Regions from separate parts of the Mus musculus genome. Here region 2 is linked to region 1. The links are chromatin contacts, called in public Hi-C maps. All regions are on one chromosome and are shown on one strand. The core of a region is the stretch at or near the end of the contact, and the rest is flanking DNA. Distances in the headings are between cores, read along the strand shown.

Evidence for each region. Hi-C and Micro-C count contacts between places; a contact is called where the count stands out from the background.
Region 2: a Hi-C map of muscle stem cells shows a contact between it and region 1, with 1.8 times the contacts expected there. The contact joins two enhancer-like sites. A contact is called at or near these places in 2 of 484 Hi-C or Micro-C datasets (the N1E-115 cell line and muscle stem cells), 3 of 115 datasets of contacts at active chromatin or transcription factors (T-cell acute lymphoblastic leukemia and embryonic stem cells) and 2 of 9 other capture datasets (adipose tissue and liver).

Annotation. Positions count from the first base shown.
Region 1 is chr14:120,216,420-120,222,433 of GRCm38.p6, forward strand. No RefSeq gene overlaps it. Among named protein-coding and RNA genes, the nearest start is that of Mbnl2, 56 kb to the right of the region's middle. Within about 2 kb of position 3,247, at least 5 of the 459 cell types and tissues checked have an H3K27ac peak or open chromatin away from gene starts, as enhancers often do. A contact at or near this core is called in muscle stem cells, where this site is marked.
Region 2 is chr14:120,371,492-120,377,505 of GRCm38.p6, forward strand. All of the region lies in intron 2 of Mbnl2 (muscleblind like splicing factor 2), which reads left to right. Gm26679 (a long non-coding RNA gene) reads right to left here. Exons shown (of 3, transcript XR_003951152.1): 2 at 1-5,422. Among named protein-coding and RNA genes, the nearest start is that of Gm26679, 14 kb to the right of the region's middle. Within about 2 kb of position 2,335, at least 81 of the 459 cell types and tissues checked have an H3K27ac peak or open chromatin away from gene starts, as enhancers often do. A contact at or near this core is called in muscle stem cells, where this site is marked.

The sequences.
Region 1 (6,014 bases), core at 1,997-4,496:
GAAATAATTTCCTAGATCAGTGTGGACTGTGGACATGTGTGGGGGGACTGTTTTGGTTATTAATTGATGTAGAAAGGCCCAGCCTACTGTGGGCAGCTCCATTCCCTAGGCAGATGTATACTAGGCAATCCAGCATAAATCTGTCTACAAGGCAGCAACGAGCGTCCTCCACAGTTTCTGTCTCATTCCTTTTTTGGCTATGAAGTGAGTTCCTTGGTCACAGGTAACGCTGTGTGGAAGAGCAACCAATCTCGCCTTGAGTTCCTCCCTTGACTTCCATGCCCGAGGGACTGTCACCTGAAACTTGGAATTAAAATAAGCCTCTTTCCCAAGTTGCTTTCAGCCAGAGAATTTTATTACAGCAACAGAAATGAAACTAGAACAAAGACCTGATCACAGCCGCGAAGGGAACTCAAGCAGTAACTCACAAGCTAAGCACGCTGTAGTCACACCCATCTGAAGAGAACAGCATTTCCCTCAGAATTTGGCTTCTTCAAACTACTGTTCCCTTTATGGACTCACATCATCAGCACTGGCTACTTACAGCCTGAGCTAATCAAAGTCTGCTGGCTGATCTATCGTTACTGTTAGTGATCCATGATCCTCTCTTTTCTGATTTTACACTCTTTTCTGTCATCTTCTTTTTGGCTTAACTACCAGATTTTTTTCTATTCCCTTCCCCTCTGACCACTTCTCATCTCTGCACACCACCACTGAAAGGTCTGCTGCATTGAATTATTGTATAAATGCTGTCAGGGAGAGCCCTGTTAGGCTGAGGTAAGATGAGAGGATCTTCCCATTCTATTTCCCTAACCTAGGACATCTTCTGGACTGTGTGCTTGAGCTAGCCCAGCCTTCTCTTTCTGGACTGTGTGCTTGAGCTAGCCCAGCCTTCTCTCTGCTTCCTTGGACTTGGATCCTAGACGTCTCGCTTCCCCACTTGTTTTCACTTAGATCACCGGGTACCTTGAACTGTATCCTGATTCTCTGGACCTCTTAGTCATTTCTCTGTCTGGTCCTCCCTTCTCAGACAGGTGAGGACAGAAAGCCAACAGGGCTCACAACAGTTTGCCTTGGGCTGGTGAGAGAGAAGCTGACATGATGACCCAGGATTCCAGCTTGAATAATTATGAAGGAGATGGTCCTACTCAAAGAAAGAGTGGACATTGGACGGTACCTCGTGTAGGGGAGAGGTCACCCACTTTTGAGCTTGGGGCTTATGTGAGACATCAGAGTGATGGTTCCTAAGAAGACAGCTGGATGTACAATTTTTGAATGCAGTCTTGAGTTTTTAACCAAAAGCCCCCTGTGGAACAGCTTGCTCATTGCCAGAATCTATACGTGACGTTAAGAACCTCAGAGCTGTTATCTTTTAGATTTATGACTTAGAAACCCAAAGAAAGTTTCCCTCAGCCAGAAACAAAGCCTTGGCATGGAGGTGTTCTGTCTGGAGGATGTGGCCTTCACCAGCTTCTAGAGAGCACCTGCATTATGCCTTCAGTGGTCCCTGAATCCCTCCTTCACCTTCACAACCAGCAATACAATATAGTTCAGTGTATGTGATGCATTGCCTTTCTCTCTCTCTCTCTCCCTCTCTCTCTCCCTCTCTCTCTCCCTCTCCCCCTCTCCCTCCCTCTCTCTCTCTCTCCCTCCCTCTCCCTCTCCCTCTCTCTCTCTCTGTATATATATATATATGTGTGTGTGTGTATGTGTGTATATGTATATATAAATATATAAATGTACATACTTTTTTGTTATTGTTGTTTTTTTCCCGAGACAAGGTTTCTCTGTATAGCCCTGGCTGTCCTGGAACTCACTCTGTAGACCAGGCTGGCCTCAAACTCAGAAATCTGCCTGCCTCTGCCTCCCGATTGCTGGGATTAAAGGTGTGCACCACCACTCCCGGCATAAATGTACATACTTTACATACATACATACATATACACACATATACATACATATACACACATACATATATGCATTCATATACACACATACATACACATACACACATGCATACACACATATACACATTAACATCCATATGCCCATACATACATATACACATATGCATACATACACATGCATACACGTATACATACACATACATACATACACACATACACATATACACACATACATATAAATAAGCATACATACATATACACACATACATACATATACATGCACACATGTATACATACATACATACATACATACATACATACATTTCCCTTCCCCCATCCCTTTCTTCTGTGACCCACCACTCTAATGTTTCCTTTGCATCATTGTGGTTTCAAATATCCTGTCTAGACAATACAAGATACACTGTCTCAAAAGCCTTCATTTAGCCATATCTGAAGGGTCTTCTTGCTGTGTAAGGCAATGTAGCCACAGCTTTCCTAGATAGACTGAGAGTATCTCTGAGGGAACTATTATCATGTGCACACATGGATGTAGATGTTTGTTGATGTGTGTTAAATGGGTAATGGGTGACTTCTGAGATATTTTTAATGAGATGTCCTTTTCTTCTTGTCTGACAAAAAGTCCCAGCAGGATCAGGAAGTAGCATGAGACCAGGAAAACGCTGGACTTTCTCGAATTCCTATGTGCCATGGTTACACCCAATAAGTTGTTTGTGCAGGTTTCATCTCCTGCCTCCGTGACTCTTCAATCTGCCCGCTGAGGCAGCTTGGGGCTCTGTGGTCTTAGACTGCACTGGGGGATAGAGAATTACTTTGATGGAGTAACACTTTTTCACAATCTGGTTGGCTCCAGCCCCTTGGAAGCCAGAAAAGATAGCAAAACAGAGTTACTGTCTCAACTGGTGTGGATAACCTTGACTCCGAGGCATAAAAAGTTGCTGCCACACCAATTTGGAAGGATAATGTAAGGATAGGTCCAGGCCTTACCCCAGCCAATGGGTGACTCATGCAACTTGAACTGCCCAGCAAAGATCTCATCAAAGTGAAATCAGAATGAGAGTGGCAGAGGGAAGTCACGGAATCTTAGCCTGCACCTGTTGGTCAGTCACAGCGATCACACACACACAGCTGGCACTCATTGTCCTCCGTTGCTGGGTATGGATTAAATATGCCATGTGGCTTGCCCCCATCTCTCTCTCTCTCTCTCTCTCTCTCTCTCTCTCTCTCACTCACTCACACAACACACCCAGGGTTAGCTCACAGGAGGAAATCTACCTGTGAGAGCTGATAATGGCCCCGAGGGAGGGGCAGCATCACCCAGGGAACATCGCTTTGAGATGTTTTCTTTTGCAGGTTAGTTCACTGATGTGTCAGAAGACTTAGGTGAGTCTACTGGGGACATTGACCTGTCAAGGCAGGGCTCAACAGACTGTAGGCTAATCAAGAACAAAGCTGAATGGAACAGCTTTCTGTAGCTGCTACTGTCAGCCTTCCCAGTAGACCATGGAGTCCTTCCTGGGAATAAGTCCCCTCTGTTACGTATTGGTCTTGGCAAGGGATCTCGGTTGATCTTGGAAAGGAGAACACAGGCCGGCAGACAGTAATAAAAAAGAAGGAAATAAGGAAGAAAGGAAGGAGGGAAGGGAAGGGAAGGGAAGGGAAGGGAAGGGAAGGGAAGGGAAGGGAAGGGAAGGGAAGAAAGGAAGGAAGGAAGGAAAGGAAGAAAGGAAGGAAGGAAAGAAAGAAAAGGAAGGAAGGCGAGAGAGAGAGAAGGAAGGAAGGAAGGAAGGAAGGAAGGAAGGAAGGAAGGAAGGAAAAGATGACAAATATAATTTGTAAGTTGCAAAAAGTAAAGGCATGTTTATTCCTATGTTTAGAACAAAATTAAGCACAAGGCTTTTATACTGTCAGTAAAAATACCCAACTCACTGTTATAGACTGAAAGTATATATAGTTTACCAAGAAATCACCGTACAGTCTCATCAGGCACGAATGTGGTACGGAAGTCAAATGTTGCAGATTCTGGCTTCTTTATCAACCTGTGTCATTCAGTAAGAAACTGAAGAAGGTTCACTATGAATGCCTCTTCCCGATTTTGACCCTTGCTCCACTTTCATCGTCTTGTCTCAGCCTCTCATTCCTTCCTCGAGGAGCGCTAATAGAGACTGAGGCAAATTTCATCTCTCATAATTATTCACAACGCAGCCACTATGTCGTTTCTCCCAGTTTCTTTTTTAAACCCCACTTCATTACAAGCACAAAGCAAGCAATCTTTCCATTCGGCCTAAGGTTTGGGTCTCCATTTGGGAGAAGCAGATTGGCAAACATCTTCTCTCCATCCCACTGGTCGCTCTTCTCTGGGCCTCCTCTACCCGCCAATCCACCCTGCCAAGTGCCCTGCAGACCGCAGACTCCTCCCTCTGCCCACATTGCCATTGTGTGGCCTCTTAAGCACACCTGCCTTTTTACTACTAGATAATTTCACACTCACAGTTGGGTCCACCTCAGAACGGACATCGGCCAGGTCCGACCAGAGGATAAGATGGACATCTTACACTGTGCCTTCAATTCCCCTTTATCCACTTCCTCCTTCCTGGCAATTTCCTTTTTGAGAGTGGATAACGTGCTTATCTGCTCTCCCATATCAGAAAGAGAGAATTACCACCCAACTCTTCGCATCATTGCCATTTTTTTAACCAATTTTTTTGGAGGTTAAGTGATTTGCATGAGCATGCTTGCAGGCAAGCAGGCTGGTTTTCCAGCTTGCACAGGAATGACACCTCTGACAATGAAACCAAATCCCTTGTCTCTTTTCTTCCCCGTTATGCTTTGGCCGAATCGTTCCAACAAGAGCATGAAACTGTGTTTTTAAATGGAGCTGGAGGTTTCAGAGAAGGATATAAAATATCACAGCTTACATAATCATCAGAAGCCATCTAATCCAATGCCCATTTTAAAAATGAGGAAACGGAGGCTCATCAGACAGAAATGTCTATCCCACAGCTAATTAGAGAGGATTAATCGCATCTTCATCTGCTGCCAGGCAAGGCTTCTTAGAAGATACAAAGGATCGTCTTAGGGAAATCAGATGTGTGTTTCCAATGCTGAAGGCTCTCCCCAGTGAAGCCAAAGGTGCCAGAGGGCCATGCTCCATCCCGGCTTTGCTTCAGAGGTAGGAACTCGTTGAGGGACTCCTCCTCCCTCCGTTCCACTGCCGCCACTTCATTTTGTAATACTTGTCCCAGAATCTCCTCTATGCCAGGCTACTTTTGATTTAGATTACTGACCCAGGTAGCCTTTAGCATAGACTTGCTGTCTTGAAAAACACTGCTGTTTTTCTTTGTCAGACAGCAGTAACACCTAGACTTCCAGCCAGTAATCAATAGCTCTCTGAGATCAACATTTTTCCAAAGGATATTACGCAAAGGTTTCTAGATCCATACGCCATACACATTTACCATGGCACCAACACTTTCCAGGATCTAGAATTGTATGTCCAGTTTTATACTGGGTATATTCACCTAGCTCTTCCTATATATGCTGAAAACAGAACTAATGATTCTCACAAACCTTTCTTTCCTCTGCAACTCCAGCTTGGGTTATTAGCAAGATGGTTGCCTCTACCACAAACCAAATTAATTTGGAACCTCCTATCTTCCATTCCCAGGCTCCAATACAGAAAGACGTCCAGTTGCTTACTTTGGACTATCTATGTTTCTGATTAAAGTAGAGTATTGCTATCATTTTTACTAGACTTAAGCTACTGGGCATTGTTAAAATTGCATATAGTTTTACATAAGAATAAAAGCAATATTAAAAGTCTCATCAATTAGTGAAAATGGAATTAGTGGAAGACTCATCCATCAATGAAAGGGGGTGCACACCTGTAAGGCTGAGGAGGACGACTCATTCATGGCCAGCCTGGTCTACATAGCATAGCAGTATCCTGCTTCAAATAAGCAAAACAATAACAAAAAGAGAGTACATAGGAAATTACAAAGATAAAGAAAAGTCATGGTCTTGAACAATGGTATTAACCCATGGAATCTAAGTGACATATGACATATGTCAGACGGACCGTTCATACTG
Region 2 (6,014 bases), core at 1,085-3,584, 150 kb after region 1:
CATGTGCCAACACCACTAGTCTCCAACGAGGCGGGCAGTTCCTTGGCATTCAGTGAATCTGCCACAGCCTTCCTGAAGAGCACACCCTAGACCCGCAGCCTCCATTTCCCCCAGCCCTCTAGCACGGATATCTGCCCTAAACGCAGCTGCAGAGAAGCAGCAATGTCAGTCTGCTCTCTCCAGGTTAGTGCCTCAGCCCTATGGAGCACCTTGGTTGTATACCACAGTTGGTATAGGCGGGAAAATGACACCTGTACGGCTTTCTGGGCTGAAAAAGCAGCAGGTTGCACACACCTATGTGTCCCCAAGGGCAGCAGGTGCACACACCTATGTGTCCCCAAGGGCAGCAGGTGCACACACCTATGTGTCCCCAAGGGCAGCAGGTGCACACACCTATGTGTCCCCAAGGGCAGCAGGTGCACACACCTATGTGTCCCCAAGGGCAGCAGATGCACACACCTATGTGTGTTCCCAAGGGCAGTAGGTGCACTCTGTTGCTAATCTTCCTCAGAGCTTCCTGCCTATTTCTTCCACACCTGAGAAGTGGCATAGGAAGAGGAGCATGCCCCAGAAGAGAGACACCTGCAGCTATACCATGCTAATATCTTTAACAAGTATAACAGTTTTGCTATTTACCCGGAAATTAGTGCATATACGGTCTATACAAGATGAATGGTCGTATCAATTGAACCAAGTAATGAGCAGAGAGGACCTTTCTTAGATTTGTACACTATGCCTGCGACGTGGAACATTTTCCCTTTTGGTGGAAGATCTGGTTATCATTTACTCCCAAGCCTCCAGCGTCCTTCTGGCTGCAGCCCCCTTGTGTGTTTGTGTTTTATCTGCTGTGTTGTGTGGTTGGAGCTAATAATATAAGAACTCATGTGGCTCAATTAGTTTATTTAAATTCAAAACAAAGCTAAAAGCCTGATGTGTCAGTTGCCTTCAGCAGAGCTGTTTGGGGCCCATTGTTAATGTTGTGAATTAAGTTCTGATGTAAGTAACCAAGCCACTCCCCACACTCTTACTTGCAAGAGTTCCAGGCAGATGTTAAGGTCAACCCACCTGACTCTGATCCCTAAGAATAATGAACCTGTAAAAATGTAGCTTCCCTTTCACATCACAGCCAGTTTCCCACCCCATGCTACCTCTGCCTCACAGACCTTGACAAGAGTTTGAAATGACGGGGAAACTGAGGCTGCAAACATCTGGCCCAGCCAGCCAGTCGAGCCTCTTTGAAATTACCTGCTGAGCTACTTGCAGTACAAGGATCGAGATGGTGATAGTCTGTCAGATGAGGGGTTTCAGTTCTGAGCCACTGTACTGTCAGCCCTTAATAAACAAACCCTCCTAGTCCTAATTAGTTTGAACTCAGTCCTCACACCTGGCTAGACCAACTTCTCATAGCAGACGTCCTCAAAGTCACCTTTTACTGTAACTGTTGTTTTATGTGGCTTCTTGCTTTCACCAGATTGGGACGATTCAAGAACATAGATTTAGAAAAACAGTACTCAGCCTTTTATGTATATTTTTGGAGCAACTTCTGCTGTCCCTCAGGCTCTAACAACTGTTAGAAGACATTGACACCATAGAGTAGAATTGCTCTCATTTCATAGATGAGAAAACCAAGACATAGGCTTTATAAGGTACCAGTAAAAGTTCCCACGGCCATCTGGGGAGAAAGCCACAATCAGGACTTTCCAACTGTAACACTAACTGCTTTAACTCTGGGTGAGTCACGCCGTGTGAGCCAGCCCTGGCAAGTCTCGGCAGAGGAGACAGATATTAAAGACAGACAGATCTAAGGCTCTTTGAAAAGATAAATATCCAAAGTTGGCACCTGGTGTGAGAATAGGAGTAACGAAGGGTTAAAGAGCTTGATGCACAGCCCAGACAGAATCCCAGCTGTGGAGAAACTATGCGTGCAGTAGAGCACCATTTTAAAATATATATCATTACCCATTGAGTAAAGAAGGGGTTAATTGTGATGCTGATGGTAATTATTATAATAAAGCTTAGATAGTGCTTGCTATGTGCCAACTTTTTGTCTTTGTGCCAACTAAAGCATTTTGTATGAATTAACTTCAAATTCTTGTTGAGAAGCTATGAAGTCTAGCAACAGTATCTGCATCTGCCTATGGAACTAATGGAAGCAGGATTTCACACTTCCTAAGTGCCCCCAGCAACAAGAGGAGATCTGGACGGGAAAACCTAGTGGTATGGTTCCTGGTCTGGGTCTATTCTTAATCTTTAATTTAAACTACTTCTCCAGGCCACATACGGAACTCAGGAATGTAACCCTGGGTGGGGGCAAACTTCCTGACTGCAGGTTTCTGGAAGCTTGTGGAATGCCTGGAATCTGAGAGGCTCCCTTAGCTATCCCATGCCCATCAGCTGGGTCCAGGACATTCAGCTTCCCCAGGAACTAGTTCCATGGCCCACAGTGAACTCTAGATGTAAGAATGTCTCCAGTGACTACTCCGAGAGCACATACCGTCTCTCCTGATGGCTGCCTTCTGCGCTGCCTGCCCCCAGCCTCATCCTTGCCCGTTGAGAGTTCTGTGACCAGGCAAGGCTAGGAGAGGTGGAAGAACAGCTTTGGGAGCTAAAGCTCACCAGGAGTCCGTCTCCCAGAGAACCTTCTCAGAATCTATGGCCCATCATGGGAACGAGGCAAACGCTGTTTCTGTTACCTTCCAACTGCAGATCCACCAACACAGGGAGAGCGCTGTGGCAACATCTGCTAGTTCATATAGACAGAAGCGCCTGTCGTTGAGAGACAATTCTTTAGTCCTTAGTTTATTCCTTCTTGCTTCCATATTCCAGTTGACTTTCTCAATGAGGAGCATGCTGGGGAAAGATTCTAAAAACAACTTGTTTTTTTTTTAAAGGCAATTTAAAGGAAAAAAAGAGAAAACAACCCTTTTCTGTTATGCTCTTTCTTACTCTAACCTGATTCTGTAGTCTTCTTTTCTTTGCTAAAGCTACAATTTTTCCATTCCCTGCCATATAACTCAATGACCATCCAACTCTGATGAGCTCAAGGCTGTTGTTCTGCAAAGACACGGTACACTCATTTGGTATCTTAACTCACTCTGTTGCGGGTGGGCATGGGTTCTCCATATTGAAACCCACCAAGGTTGCTTATTTTAATAAATTCAGTTCTGCTGGAAATTTAAACTTCATCCTAACCACCATCCCTAATCTAAACCTACCTGGTTGCTTGGGAATGTAGACTAAGCCACACAGACCCAGAATCAGAATTCTGCCAGGACTTTTAAGCAAGTCATACAGACAACAATAAAATTGGTAATGTGGCATTGGAAGGGAATGGTGGCACCTAACGGACTGCCACGCGTGAAGCAGACGTGTTAGTCTCTTCATGCAACAGTGAAGACCATCCGTGTCCCTAACTTCAGTCTCGCTGTTCTCTGTGTCTGCCTTCTACCCACTGCTTCCTGCTTCATCTTTTCTCACCTCCCCAACTCCCACTCATGCTCACGCTGGGCTCCAGCTTGGGAAGCCACATGCAAGTTCCCAGATGGAATGTGCTTCTTCCCCATGGCGTATTCCTTTCCTCTGGCGTCCTTATATCTTCCTCCCCCAACACACGTACCGACTCACCACACACAGACTAGATACACGTGAGCATTCCAAACACAACACATATAACCGCATGCCATGTGTACCGTACAGCCAACATATGTGTACGACTCACACAGTCCATCAAACACACACACACTTTGGCCTTTCAGTTCTCAGTTTAGAGAACACTTGTCATATCTGGCCCTCTCTTCAGCAGTTCCTCAGCATCCCCTCTAGAACACATCTCATAATGTGCAATACACAAATTTTGGTCAGCATTCTCTTTACCACCAGCCCACAGGCTTCATGCAGACAGTGTATGGTGTTCATGCTTACCTTTGGCAAGCACTAGGCATAATATTTAATAGTAAATAGCAGTTGAGTGGATCCACGACTTGGCCTGGAACCCAACAGCCATCTCCCATCCCTGCACCTGTCAGGCCCCCCTCACAAGAAGTGAAAGATGCTTAGAGCTGTGAGTTTCTGGCTCCAAATTAGTCCTTACTGTGACCCTGCTTCATGGACCTCAGCCTAGGCTCCGACTTCCAGTTACTGTAAGGCCCTCCAAGAGCCCTGAGTGGTGTGCCCCCAACTCTATCCTACACTGCTTTCCCAGGGCTGGGCCTTGCTTCCTGCGTCCCCCAAGAAACGTCTCTACCAAGAAGCAAAAGAGAAGAGACATTAAAATGAAGGAAAACAATAAATGATCCCCAGCAGCCACAGGAAGAATTGCCAGTACTTTTTTTGTGTCTGTTTCTTGGGCTACCCTCAGGAGACGCTGTCTGTGTGCCTCCGCTTTTTGCTTCATGGTGGTCTATGGAGACAGACACTAGAATCTTCACGCTGCCTGTGTCAGTCAGTTGTCACAACTTGCTTTGATAATCAACAGTTGTTTTGTGCAAGAATGCATGTCCTGAGAAGTCTCGGGCCTTCACGAGAATTTTTCTACGAACTGTTCACGGTGTCAGATAGCTTTTTCCTTTAGGATTTTAATCCTGTCGGGTCTTTTAAATGAGATTCTGTTTCCTCGAGTCTCACAGTGCTGGACTGAGATGTCCACAGAAAACATTCCTTAAAACCCTGATGCCAGAGTGAGCTACAGTCCACACTGTTTATCTAAGGACAGTTGCAAAAAGACACTCCATTGAACGGAAACCAACCCCAGACATGATATATGAATAATAACAATAACCCCAGACATGACATATGAGTAATAACCATCAACTAGTCTTTATCGTGCTTTGATGCACCAGCTTACCCCACCGGAGAAGCGAAGAGCGGTTGAGAATAGTAGTGAATACTTACTCTAGACAAAATACCATATACACGTGCATGTTCTTCATACTCCTTGTATTTCTCAGAATTTCCTGTATACCAGACAGCTCTGTGAACTTTATCAGTGTCTTAGTTTATATAGCTGCATAGCGGTGCTAAGAGGAGGACATGGCCACTGTCTTCATTGTATACATTAAGTAAACCACCAGTCAGTGCAACTCATACAGGTAGGAAAGGGCTGAGTTCTACTGTGAGCCCAGAACAAGTGAGTTTGCTGACCCCTGTGCACGGTCCACGCATAGACCAAGCGAATAATTGTCTCTCGGCGCCACATCCTCACATTTGACATTTGTTCTGCGTCCTATTGCTCTCTGAACGGTAACACCAGATTTGTATCTGTCCTGGATGTTAACCATTGCTCATATCTCAGTGAAGTGGCAGGATTGACTCAAGAAAGACATGGGCTACAATCCGGCTCACTCCTTAGCGCAGATCGTCTGGGATGTGTTATCTCATTCTTCAGATCTCATCTGCTCTTCTCTGAAGGAGGAAATCATCTCTGCTGTTGTGAGGAGAAAATGAGATAACCACGTATAAAATTGCCCGGCACATTGATGATCAATAATATTCTGCACTCAGCGTGTATAAGAGAGGACAGTGGGAAATTGAATTAATTCTCGTGAAACGGGAGAGTCCATTGATAAATGATGAATCTAATGTTATAAACCTCGTTCTATCACCAGGAAAATGGCTAACGTGGTTCTTCAAGGGTTCCAGTCATAAGAAGGAATAACAGCATCAACCAGAAAACCACATTTGCCAACCATTTGAAATCTGTATGAGTAGCAACAAAGCATCAAATTAGAAGATTACTGATCAAATTGATAATTATGCCCCAAGCCATCTACCATCCTGATGCATGTTAGATATCTTGCTGGTTTCATCTCCCCTCTTAGGATCCTGCTTTGCCCCGCCCTGCATCCAAACTACCCCCCACTCTCGTGTACACAGACCAGACTCACACGAGCATGGTCAGCACGGTTCCTTGGTTGTTGGGTGTCCAGTGCAGTGTGTATGGGTGGGGACTTGGAACTGAGATCACCAAAGCTGCCTTAGTTTTAAACAACAAGAATTTTGTTGTTGTTGTTGTTGTT